Linked DNA regions of Mus musculus: region 2 is linked to region 1. Evidence: chromatin contacts called from public HiChIP or PLAC-seq data. All regions are on one chromosome and are shown on one strand. The core of a region is the stretch at or near the end of the contact, and the rest is flanking DNA. Distances in the headings are between cores, read along the strand shown.

Region 1 (6,129 bases), core at 2,722-5,221:
TCTTGGAAAATGATGGCCAAAAATGATAGTCTTGGAAAATGGTGGCTTTCCATTAACATGTATTTTAACAGTCATGTATTTTCATTTGTGTTACTTTGTTTTGGAGGTGCACTTATGCCAGTGAATGAATGTGCAATTTGATGCATATGAATTGTTTATATGTAAAAATAATTTATACTGATAAAGTTATTTGTTGATTTCATTGTTATTTGTTTCAAAATAAAACTGCTTCTTTACTTTTTCTTTTTTCTTTTCTTTTTGGCTTTTTGAGACAGGGTTTCTCTGTGTAACCCTGGCTGTCTTGGAACTCACTTTGTAGACCAGGCTGGCCTTGAACTCAGAAGTCTGCCGGCCTCTGCTTCCAAAATGCTGGAATTAAAGGCGTGAGCCACCACCACCCGGCATATTTTTATTTTTAATTATCTGTGTCCCTGTGCACAAGAGTGTGAAGACTTTGGTCTCTAGCATTCTAATTACCTAATCTAAAATGCTGAATAAAGGCCATCTTTATTGAGCTGTACAGCAAATATAGTCATGAGGACCCAAGTGGTGGTGATGTACAACTTTTATCTCAGGAGACAGAGGCAAGCAGATTTCTAAGTTTGAGGCCAGCCTGGTCTACAGAGTGAATTCTAGGACAGCCAGGGCTGCACAGAGAAACCCTGTCTCAAGAACCTATACAAACCAAAAAGGACCAAGTAGCTTTTGCTTAGTCTTCTATGCAAATCTTATAAGGGAGAAAATTGTTTTTCTGGCCTTGCTTACAGAACATTGCTAAGGCTGTGAATTCAGGTGAGCCCGGAGATGCACTGGAGGTCCAGAGTGTAGTAAGACTGACTCTACAGTGTTCTCTTGGTTCAGTCAATTCTGAACAGGTTGACTATAAAGTACGAGTGGTTCCTACTTAGAAATGACCTCAAAGCACATTAACATGGTTACAGATTAGGTGAAAGATTTGTGAAGGTCAACTTTAATCAGAACTTATCAAGCCATTCCTATACTAGTGCTGCTGACTATAAGAAGGTATATTAATGCTTTTAAACAGTTTTTCTTTATCAAGTACTATTTCTGACTTATAGGGTAATTGTGCCTAGTTAGTACATTCAATTAGTGTTCCACTAGAGGGCGAACAGTAACTGGATTCCAAGGGTTTTCCCTCCACATACACCAGTGTGAGACGGAGTTAACCTTTCTAGCTTTGTTTTTGTGGAGACATTATTATTATTATTTTTCAGGCCTGAGCTTACTATGGAGATGGTCAGTGAATTTTGCCAGATAAGGACACTTGGTGACAGTCTGTTTCCAGAGGTTGGGGATGGTGGGGGCAAGACCCACAGTAGCTGTGGGTCTTAAAGGTGGCATCAATGGTGGCCTTGGCAAAGTTGTCCATGGTGGCAAGTACAGCCCCTGGTTGATGGGTAGCAGTTATCAATACTGGCCAGCAATCATGAGCTTCTTGGGGACAGGAGCAGAGACATGCCAGTGCCTCTGGGAGCAGGGATAAGATGCACCAACAGAGACACAGTGACTTGTCATCTTGCATGGCACAGTGTGGGGCTTGCCAGTCTTGCTTCCCTAGTCGCCTTTCTGCACAGGGCAGAAAGCTTGGTTGAGATGATTGCCCCTTGATGGCATTGCCTACCTCCCTGAAGCACCTAACACCAAGACCAATAAGTGAAAATACATATTTTATAGCTAGTAAAAAGATTTTAGATTATAGTTTAAGAAATATTCTTTCTATGAGATTTTTCAATTTTGTTGGAAAAATATAAGGAAATAGGCATCTTGAACAGTTTGAAATATAAGTAGGGTAAATTTGAAAAAAATTTAATTATAAACTGTCAGGAATATTATGTTTCTTAAAAAAGTTAATTTTAATTTGCATGTCAGGCTTTTCATTTTTTATGATTTCTTTTTTTTTTTTTTTACCTTATGTGCATTAGTGTTTTTGCCTGCATGCATGTATGCCTGTGTAAGTGTGTCAGATAGCTTAGAACTGGAATTATAGTCAGTTGTGGTCTGCCATGTGGGTGTTAGGAACTGAACCTGGATCCTCTGGAAAGGCAGCAAGTGCTCTTAACTACTGCACCATCTCGACTGCCCCATTGTGGGCTCTTTTAAAGGCATGAAAAAAAGCAGAGGGAATTGTAGGCTTAGATTTTTTTTTCAAAACGTACTTTAATAAGGGTCCTTAAATTCTTTAACTTCACTTCTAGCCTCCCACCCACCAGAGGTCATGCAAAAGAAAGGTTATTAGGACACGGGAAGTGGACCTGTTTAGTTTAGAAAGAGTTCTTTGGGTGATTCCAATCTTTGTTGTCAGCATTATCAGCAGTTCACTCTACTAGCAAACTACCACACACCAATCAGCAGATGCAGTTCCATCCACTCAGCAGACACCACATACGAGTTCAGCAGCTGTAGCTGGATTCAGAATAAACTGAGAGGCTCTGCTGGGTCGGTGTGGAGTCTGTGGAAATGGCAAGAAGCCGTCGGAATATCATGAGAAGTTCTTGGGTGAGTTACTCTCTGTTAAGATCAGTGAGAAGCAGAGATCAGCAAGGTGGTGCAAGGCCTAGAGCGCTATCAACTGAGACTAGCGAGGTGCAAGATGAGCCAAAGCACAAGCCTTGTCCCACTCACTGTCTGTGGGATCATATTTATATTCTTTCTCAAGTGTCTGCTTCAGCTAAACATCCTCTCACCTGTGTCTGCTTCAGCCAAACATCCTTTCACCTGTCTGCCCCAGCAAAGCATTATGACCTGAGTCTCCAGAAATTTCCACTTCAGGAAATGATCACTTTTTTTCTTTGTCTCTGCTGCACAGTCTTTTTGGAAGCATTTGGAGGTGTTTAATGTCTTTTTGCAGAGATAATTTTTTTAGCAAAGGAATTTTAAAAGTTTTAAGATTGTGGTTGGATGTGGTGATGCCTGTCTGTAATCTCAGGACTTAGAAGGCAGAGACAGGAGGAACTCCTTGAGTTCGAGGTCAGCCTGATCTACATACAGACTTTCAGACAATTGAGGTTACATAGTGAGACCGTGTCTCAAAACTTAAAAACCAGGGGTAACGAATGTCTATAATCCAAGCACTTGGAAGTGGTTGCAGGAAGATCAGGGATTCAAGGTTATTTTTGGCTACATAGCAAGTTCCAGGCCAGCTTGGGATATATCAGACTCTGTCTCAAACAAACAGAAGGTTTAAATTTTTCATTTTTGAATAGGCAATTCATGTTCAAGGTAAAAAATGGAAAATACACTGAGAAGACTTCTCAAGTCACCTGCAGTTCTCAATCCCTGTTTCTCTCTTCAGAGATGGTTTATTACAGAAATAATAAACATGAGAACATTATTAATGTACAGTATGGTGGCATGCCAGCCTCAAACATAGTAGACTTATTAGGATCATACATTAAAAAGCTAAAAATTACACGTGCAGATATCTTCAGTTGGTATATATTCAGACAAGTTCCCTTGCAGGGAGTTCTCTTCCAAATACCACCTGACATGCATACTTTCATAGTCGGCCTTGCTTTCTAAGAGTGATGTAAAAAAGGACAAGAATATACAAAACAAAACAAAAAAATGAATGGAATTAATTTAAGAACATTTTGATTCCAGAATTTGGGAAGGGAATTATAAAACTAGGAAATTTATTTATGAAACCGAAAGTGATCACAAACTCAGCAGGTGTTTGTTATCCCAGTTTGAGGGTTTGTGGCAAAAGTCCAGCCTGGACAACATAGCCACGTTGATCTACGTGGCCAATCTGATCTACTTGGTGGGTGAGATTCTGTCGCAATAAAAAGAAGCAAAACAAAACCCCAAAGCAGTTCTAGGGCATCTTTGAGACACCAAGTTCTGGATTAAGTTGGGTTGTAGCTGTGTCTCTGAGGCGCAGATGGGCCTCCGGAGCCCCAGGGGTCGCTGTGGTTTCAGCGTAGGCATGGCTGAGTCTCTGTGGTTGAAAAGTTGGGGGAGGAGACGCTGAGAGCGGCTGGGATGATGGCTGATGAAGAGGAAGAAGCGAAGCACGTCTTGCAGAAATTGCAGGTGAGGCTGTGAGTTAAAATCTTTTGGCTCCTTGCTCTGAAAGGAGGAAGTGCAGTGGTCAGGGCCCGGGCGGCGGAGTGCGGCGGTTCAGCCGGTGCTGAGGGCTGCTCGGTGGGCGCCCGGAGGGAGTCTGCCCACCGGGTTTCCTCGGTAACAAGTAGCTTTGTACGCGGAGTGGCAGGTGGCTGCCGACTGTTAACCGAGTTGTTTGTGCTCCACAGCAGCAGCCATTTCTTTAGCATCTTTCTGCATTGAACTTGGCCACACTCAGAAATAGACTGCAGAACAGATGCCCTGGTTGTTGGTTTTCGGATTTGTCGAGTTAATCTCTTAACCCCACCCACTCCCCAGGTGACTATTGTGGAAAGGCAGAGAGGAGTTTCCTTCAAGTATGCGTTTTTATTTTTGTTTTTAATAGTTAAGATTTTCTTTAAGCCTCCGAAACTTAGTTTGTGGTCGAAGACATCCTTGCATTTAAACTAGATACACTTCTAGCAATTTTGTTTGTTGTTTTGAATCAGGGTCGCCTGGAACTGGCTTTACAGGCCACGCTGGCCTCGAACTCCTAAAGATCTACTTGTCTCTGCCTCGCAGGTGGTGAGATGAAAGGCCTGAGCCACCAAATCTAACAAAATTTAAAGCATTGATTAGGTTTCTTTGTTTCTTGTGGGAGTTAAAAGAACACTCAGAACATGGACTTTGGTTAACTATTCCTTAGTGGGATTGGCAGAAGTCAGATTTTTAATCCTATCGGCAGCGAGACTTTGGATGCACTTTGTACATTTGTATGCATAGGAAAGAAATACAAAACGTTATGCAGAATGGTGTTGTCCTTGAGGCTATTTGGAGTGGCCGTGAATCACTTCCTGTTTTCACACTTTCCTATTCATTAACAACTCATTTGTGTTGCTGTTGCCACCACAGAAGTTTGTTCAGCAAAATCAAAACGACTAAAACACAACAATAACACTTTCCTTTAACTTTACAGCCATGCTCATTGCATGACAAAAAGAAACTGGCTGTGACTGTTGCTTAGAACTCTCTTAAAAATTCCACAAATTGTGTTCCACAGATCATGTTGACCATTTTATTATTATTATAGAACAGAGTAGAGCATGCTGACTTTATATATGTGCTGAAACCAGTCTCTTCAGGACCTGTTTTTCCTGGGAATAATATACATAAAGTTAAGAAATACTTATAAAGAAGGTGTCAGCTTATTGTTTTTATCAGGGTAGGACTTTACTTATGCATACGAATTTGTTAATAACATAGGCACTACATTAGTTAATTTAACCACTGTATTTAATGTGAGTTGATCATGACCCAGCCCTTGTTCTAGTGATTAAGTATAGCCCTAATCAACAAGAAATTCTTTCCATTATGGAACTTACATCAGCCATTTCAGAAAGTAATGAATGAATAGGCCATATCATTTAAAATGATAGGCATTTTGGAAAAAAAAAAGTGTGATTAACTAGAGAGGAGGAGAGGAAGGCACTAATTAGGTTTAGGTCAGCGGTCCTCAACCTTCCTAATGCTGTGACCCCTTAATATAATTCCTCATGTTGTGGTGATCAGGACTATAACATTATTTTTGTTGCTACTTCATAACTGTAGTTTTGCTCCTGTTCTGAATAGTAATGTAAATATCTGATGTGCAGAATCTCTGATATGTGACCCCTGTGAGAGGGGTCAATCTCCAAGAGGTCTCCACCCCCAGGGCGGAGAACTGCTGCTCTAGGAAGTGTGCTGATTAGTTAGTTGTTTTTTTTTTTTTTTTCAACTTGACACAAATTGGATCATCTGAGAAGACTGAACCTCAATTGAGAAAATGTCTCATTTGGTCTGTGAGCATTTTTAAAAAATTATTATTATTAATGATTGATGATGTGTGAGGGTTCAGCCCGCTGTGGGCAGTACCATCTTTGGGCAAATGGTCCTGGACTGTTTAAGAAAGCAGGCTGATGGGGGCTGGAGAGATGGCTAAATGGTTGAGAGAGCACTGGCTGCTCTTCTAGAGGACCCAGGTTCAATTCCCAGCACCCACATGGCTCCAGGGGATCCAATACCCTT
Region 2 (6,741 bases), core at 3,293-5,792, 39 kb before region 1:
GGCAAGGCTGTGAGAGGATGTCAGCTGCTGCTGGCTTTATCGGTTGTTTTCAAATTGCATTTATTGATCTCCGTGTGTATATGTGACAAGGAATTGGGGCAGCAAAGTCATTTTGCTTTATACTACTTTATTTGTGATAGCACCCATGGAACTGAGTAGTCTGAGGGAGGTTAGCCAAAGTAGTGCCTTTATAGTCCTCACCTGTGTATTCGGAGGTCAGAGAACAATCTGAGGGAATTGGCTCACCTTACCAGCATATGGGTTCTGGGGATCAAAGGTTTTTTTTTTAAACATTTATTTACTTTATTTATGAGTACAATGTAGGTATCTTCAGACACACCAGAAGAGGGCATCAGATCCCATGACAGATGGTCGTGAATTACCATGTGGTTGCTGGGAATTGAACTTAGGACCTCTGGAAGAGCAGTCAGTGTTCTTAAGCTCTGAGCCATCTCTCCAGCCCCATGAATAATTCTTAAATGCCTATTGGTGACAAGTTCTGGGCCAGACAGTGTGGTATCAATGAATTGTTTTTATTTATTTGTTTTGTTTTTGTTTTTCAAGACAGAGTTTCTGTGTACTCCTAGATATCCTGGAAATTGCTCTGTAGATCAGGCTGGAATCAAACTCAGAGATCCACCTGCTTCTGCCTCCTAAATGCTGGGATGAAAAGCATGTGCCAGCCACCACCTGGCTTTATTGACCAAGCCAGCTCAGTCAGTCAGCAGGGTCTCTAGGGAGGGAGGAAGGATTCAAAGAAAAAAAACAATTAGACAACATTATAAAATGATTCCAGCCAGTGCTAAAGCTGTGGTGGATTTGGTGGTTTTTGTTTCTTTGTTTGTTTTATTTTTGTTTTTATTTTTTTTCCAGTCTGCTTTATATCATTCTAGGTACATACAAAGAATAGAATCAGTTCAGTGTTTTTTTTTTTTTTCTTCTTCTTCGAGACAGGGTTTCTCTGTGTAGGCCTGGCTGTCCTGGAACTCACTCTGTAGACCAGGCTGGCCTCGAACTCAGAAATCCACCTGCCTCTGCCTCCCAAGTGCTGGGATTAAAGGCATGCGCCACCACGCCCAGGTAGAGTCAGTTCTTAGATTTAAAAAAAAGTAGTCAAACAAGGCAAGAAGCAAAGTTCCTTGGTCTCGGCGTCTAGGGGCTTATCAGGATGATGGTGCGGTTTACATGACGAGTTTCCTGGCCTAAATGGCACTGCCATTATGGAGTGGTGCTGAGGTCTGGAGACCACTAAGATCTGGGGTCCTGTTGCACAAGGAAGCATCCGCAGAACTTACTGATGGAAGCAAAAGACAGCAATGTTAGAGAATCTCCTTTTGAGCAAGTAAGGGAGAATGATGGAAGATGTTTTGATAAGAAAGACGGGTGTTGGGAATATATATAGCTCAGTGCTAGAGTGCTTGTCTTAATCCTGCCAGAAGCTCTGGGTCTGATCCCAGTACAAGAGCAAACAAGCATGCACACTGATGGTTAGGAACAGGATATCTGGGGCAGGGCAGTCCTTGTGCGTTATACTTCATTCATGAGAAGTCCTTGAGAGTCTGAAAGGTTAGGTTAAGAAGTATCCTTCTCTGTTTTGTGTGTGTCTTCTGCACTACAGTCTTCATCTGAAGAGAGTTCTGCAGGAGGACTGGGGAGTCTTGACAGGTCTGGGTCTGGCCCCTGATGGCCAGTCTCTCATCTTGATGAAAGAGGATGTGGAATTACTAGAGATGAAGCCTGGGTCTATTCCATCTTCTATCTGGTAAGATCTAAAATGCTTTTTCCTCTTGTGTTAAAAAGAAGAAAAGAGGTTTGTGGTTACCCCAAGACTGCGTCAGACTCAGGGTAAAGCACTGGGGTCATGAAGAGAGGCAGTCCTGGCTCAGTCTCTTACTTTCTTATAAACAGCAGGAGGTATGGAGTACATTCTTCAATACTGTGCACCAGCAAGGAGTACGGCTTGTTCTACCTGCAGCAGGGGGACTCCGGATTACTTTCTATATTGGTGAGTTCTGTTTGGATGTGTTACAACAGCCATCTGTGCAGAACCAATGCACAGATTTAAACCTTGGAATCCACCATGGAGTGTAAGGCGAGCGAGGGAAAGGCAGGTGGCTCCAATGCTCTCATCTCCCTTCCCTAGAGCAACTCTCCTTTAAATCTTTGGATGCTAAGTTTCCATGTAAGATTTCATTGTGCAAAACAGAGTTGTATAGTTTTTTTTAAGTCAGACACCTAGGAGGACTTTCTCTCCTTCGTTCTTCCTTTCTTTCATTCTTTCTCTCTCTTTTTCTCTCTTTCCTTCCTTCCTTCCTTCCTTCCTTCCTTCCTTCCTTCCTTCCTTCCTTCCTTCCTTCCTTCCTTCCTTCCTTCCTTCCTTCCTTCTCCTTTCCAGTTGTTTTGAGACAAGGGCTCATTATATAGCCATGACTGACCTGGAGCTCACTGACATCTGCTTGCCTCTGCTTCCTGAGTGCAAAGAGATGAGTGACACTGTGCTTGGCTCTTTTACATCTTAATTTGTGTGTGTGTGTATGTGTGTGTGTGTGTGTGTGTGTGTGTTTGGGGGGCACTTGTAAGCCATAGTATGTTTGTGGAAGTTAGAAGACAACTTGGTGAGGTTGGTTCTCTTCTTCTACTGTTTGATCTAGAGATCAAACTCTGTTGTGAGGCTTGCTGGCAATTGCTCCTACCTGCTGAGCCATCTCTCCTCTCCAGGCTTTCTGTGCAGCTCTTGCTGTCCTGTCTGGGGACTCACTCCATATAGCAGGCAGGCTGGCCTAGAACTTAGAGATATGCCTCCCTAGTTCTGGGATTAAAGGCTTGTGCCACCATGCCTGTCTCCTAGGTTTCCTAGTTGTGATTTTTTTTTTTTTTTTTTTTTTGGTTTCTGTCAGTATTAGCATTTTAAGGTCAAGGGCTACACCGTGTCTCTGTCATGGTGCATGGTGCAGGTACCTCACAGATGCTTTATGCTTAACTGTTTGGGATTCTGTCAGAGCTAGATTTCATTCCCAAGATTCCTAAGGTCTCTTGTTTCTGGAAAGTTTTAAGAAATCCTAATCGGATACCTACTAAAGTTACGTACAAAGTCTGTCTAGAAAGCAGTGATTCTGTTCCTAAATATGTACTTAAGTGAAAGAAGTATACATAGTCCCCAAATGCCAGGCCCAGACACGTCTGTGTTAGCCTAAATTCAACATAGCCCAACCTGGACATGCAATTCTCAGTATGTAACTGCATGACAGCAGAAAGTAGAACATGATAAGTAGGGAAATACAGACATGTCCTTCTGCAAAGGAAGCCAGTCACAAACATGGCCACACTACAGAGATCTCACTGATGTGGAGTTTGTAATAAGTGGAGACACTTAAATCTGCTGCCAGCTTTCGGGCTCTCCTACCAACTGGGACTGGGCATGAGAACAACATCGAGAACTGTTCCACATCTCCACCTAGGGGCACTGCATGGGTAGATCTTACATGCATTCACTTGATGCATGTATTTTATTTGTAGGTGTGGTGGGTTTTAGTTTTTTGTCTTTTGTTTTTGTGTAATACTAATATTTTGTGTCATATATATCCTGTCTTAGAGCTTTGATAGTGGCGTTGTGTCATGAACTAAACAAAGTTACCTCTCTACCTATCCCTTCACAGGAGCAAAAGGAGTCAGGGGAGTTTGAAGAGATCCTGGACTTCAATCTGAACTTAAATAATCCTAATGGGTCCCCAGTATCAATCACTCAGGCCAAACCTGAGTCTGGTTAGTGGGAGAAGAAGGGCCAGAGTGCTCTTTCTGGGGTGGCTTAGGGGAGGCTTGTGGGTCCTCAAGGCTTGAGCCCTGGCTAACTCTGCTCTTAAAATGGCAGAATCATCCCTTTTGTGCGCCACCTCTGATGGGATGCTGTGGAACTTATCTGAATGTACCTCAGAGGGAGAATGGATCGTAGATAACATTTGGCAGAAAAAAGCAAAAAAACCTAAAACTCAGACTCTGGAGACAGAGTTGTCCCCGCACTCAGAGTTGGATTTTTCCATTGATTGCTGGATTGATCCCACAAATTTAAAGGCACAGCAGTGTAAAAAGGTGAGCTTGGAGGGAGGGGTCATAGAGGGAGGCGGTTCTAAATCTGGCTCAGCAGCAGCCTTTGCTGCTTCAGTAAGTGAAAGGTCTCCCTGAGAACTCATGTTGTTCCCCTCCTTTCCGAGATCCACTTGGGCTCTGTCACAGCCCTCCATGTGCTTCCGGGATTGCTGGTGACAGCTTCGAAGGACAGAGATGTTAAGCTGTGGGAGAGACCCAGTATGCAGCTGGTAAGTGTGGGTCTCTGTGTGCACACGTGCACACAAGCGGAGAAAGGGCTAGTGCAAGAAAATGAATGCAGGCTAAGGCGTGTCAACGAAATGAAAGTTGTTTTTCTCAGTCTCTCTTGGTGTGGCCTGTTTCTAAGATATTGATTTGAGAGAAAGATAACAAGGAGACCTCAGGCCTATAGTTTCACTTCCCCCGTTTCTGTTCCTGTTTCAGCTGGGCTTGTTCCGATGTGAAGGGCCAGTGAGCTGTCTGGAACCTTGGATGGAGCCCAGCTCTCCCCTGCAGCTTGCTGTGGGAGACACACAAGGAAACTTGTATTTTCTATCTTGGGAATGAAGATGCAGTACTCAGGACAAAGATGATGTCAACAGATGCTGCTAGCCTGAAGACACCTGTGTCTATATTCTTAGTAAGATTATAAAACTAAAATGTTGAGAGATCTAGAGTGTATGCCCGATTGTGTTCGCTGGTGATTTTAGATCAACGGGGAGGGCTCTGGATATTCCTTTCTAATTTAACATCTAAGGAGAACTGCAGGAACATGAGCATCTTTAACACGCAGATTCTATTCCTGTGTCCCTTTCTGGCCTAAGTTCTAAGGTCCACTCTTGTCAGAAGGAAGGAAGGCTATTGGTGGCCAGTACTTAGTTTGAAGAGACCTGAGGAATTCTCGTTTGGTCATGAAAGGACACAAGAGCGAGTTAAAGTCAGTAGACGTGCAAGCATTTAGGAAAAAACGGATAGACCTAGGACTGTGCTGGGTTCCTGTCACAGACTCAGCCCTCTCCCCAGAACTAACTGGCCAGAGTGGGAAACCCAGGCACCAAAGGCAGAATGAGTCTTTGGACTTTACATTTGACTTGCAAGCATTCATTGGTAGACTAATTGGCACTCTTACAGAGATCACAAATCTATTTCTCCCTCAAATTGAAGTTCATGGAGCTGAGAGATGGATCTGCCATTAAGAGCACTGGTCACTCTTACAGAGAACTGGGTTTTGATTCTTAGTGCCTACACGGTGGCTTACAACTTGCTGTAACTCCAGTTCTAGGAAACCCATCGCCCTCTTCTGGCCTCCATAGGCAATGCTCACATGTGGTACACAGACATACAGCCAAAACACTCATTCATATACATAAAAGAAAAATAAATCTCATAAAGTGTTCTTTAAAAAGAAGTCAGCCCATGATGGTTCATAATCCCAGTTCAGAGGCAGGGGTATTTGGGAGGTGGAATTTGAATTCAAGGCCAGCCTGGTCTATAGGGGGAGTTCCACGATAGCCAGGACTATATAGAGAAACCTTATCTTGAAGAACAAAGGAAGGAAAAATGAAACTAAAATGAAGTCGATAGAGCTTACAACATATTGACAAGTGGAGTAATCATGCCATGGATTTACGTTGCTTACTTACAAGGTTCTGGCCTTGAACGCAGAGGTCTACCTGACTCCTTCCTCACCTCCTGAGTGCTGGGATGAAAGGTCTGAGATCCCATGCCTGACTCGGTAATCCTTACTATAAAGCATAGCATATGGCTGTAGTCTGTATTAGGAGGCCAAGGAAGGAGGATTTTTCTTGAATTTTAGGCCATGCTGGCCTACATAGCCAGTTCTGAGACAGCCGGGTATCTAGAGTGAGATCCTGTCTTGTACTCTTTAGAAAAGTTTATAACACCCACATCTGTTCTTACGTTTTTTAAAGTTACTTTTACTTATGTGTCGATGTCTCTGTGTGTAAGAGGGTGCCTTGAAGGTCAGAAGACAGTGTTGGACCTGGAGCTAGAGGTACGGAAAATTGAGAGCTACCTGAGATGGGTGCTGGGAACCAAACTCTAGTCCTCTGGAGAGCAGCGCACTATAGTAACCACTGGACCATTTCTCTAGCCAGTTGTATTAGTGGTATAATACTTAAAGAGAGTAGGTAGATTTGGCTAGATCCTTATCAGTGAAGCCATTTATACAAACATGAACATCTGTTTTAAGGCAAAGAGTATGCAGTTTTTTGACAGTTGATGATGATTAGGATATCTTGTAGAACTGGTATAATTAAGAGGATTTTGATGGGGAAAGTGAATCTTTTGAGCCTGTATTCTGTCTACAGTAACATTTAACAGACACCAATTTGCAGGGGAAAAGTGAATTTAACAGGGGAAAGCATTAGCCCTCATTAGTGTCCTTCAGTGGAGAAGCTATATACTGTGAGAGAATAGAATCCAGAGTAACCTGTCACTACAGTGGGATACAGAGGAACTTCCTGGAAATGAAGACAGTACTGATAGCAGAAGAAATAAGTGATTGAGGGCTAAGGAGATGGCTTAGCAGTTATGAGCACATTCTACTCTTGCAGAGGACTTGTTATCAAAATTCTCTAGAGGAATAACAGAACAGAGAATGAACACACACACACACACCCCACCCCACCCCCACAT

The links. HiChIP or PLAC-seq counts read pairs in DNA pulled down with a chosen protein or histone mark.
Region 2: a contact with region 1 is called in a CTCF HiChIP or PLAC-seq map of CD8 T cells, with 8 read pairs. The contact joins the enhancer-like site here to the promoter of Ttc5 in region 1. A contact is called at or near these places in 2 of 39 promoter capture datasets (macrophages and pre-B cells), 1 of 15 datasets of contacts at CTCF or cohesin (CD8 T cells), 1 of 484 Hi-C or Micro-C datasets (female germline stem cells), 1 of 115 datasets of contacts at active chromatin or transcription factors (embryonic stem cells) and 3 of 9 other capture datasets (adipose tissue, liver and pancreatic islet).

What each region holds. Positions count from the first base shown.
Region 1 is chr14:50,783,362-50,789,490 of GRCm38.p6, reverse strand. Ttc5 (tetratricopeptide repeat domain 5) reads left to right here and starts at 3,971. Exons shown (of 10, transcript NM_001080949.2): 1 at 3,971-4,053. The coding sequence starts at 4,003. Ccnb1ip1 (cyclin B1 interacting protein 1) reads left to right here. Exons shown (of 4, transcript NM_001111119.1): 4 at 1-242.
Region 2 is chr14:50,822,077-50,828,817 of GRCm38.p6, reverse strand. Tep1 (telomerase associated protein 1) reads left to right here. Exons shown (of 55, transcript NM_009351.2): 50 at 1,619-1,762; 51 at 1,909-2,005; 52 at 3,657-3,762; 53 at 3,869-4,086; 54 at 4,209-4,313; 55 at 4,528-4,757. The coding sequence ends at 4,650. Among named protein-coding and RNA genes, the nearest start is that of Gm52116, 11 kb to the left of the region's middle. Within about 2 kb of position 4,542, at least 75 of the 459 cell types and tissues checked have an H3K27ac peak or open chromatin away from gene starts, as enhancers often do. A contact at or near this core is called in CD8 T cells and adipose tissue, where this site is marked.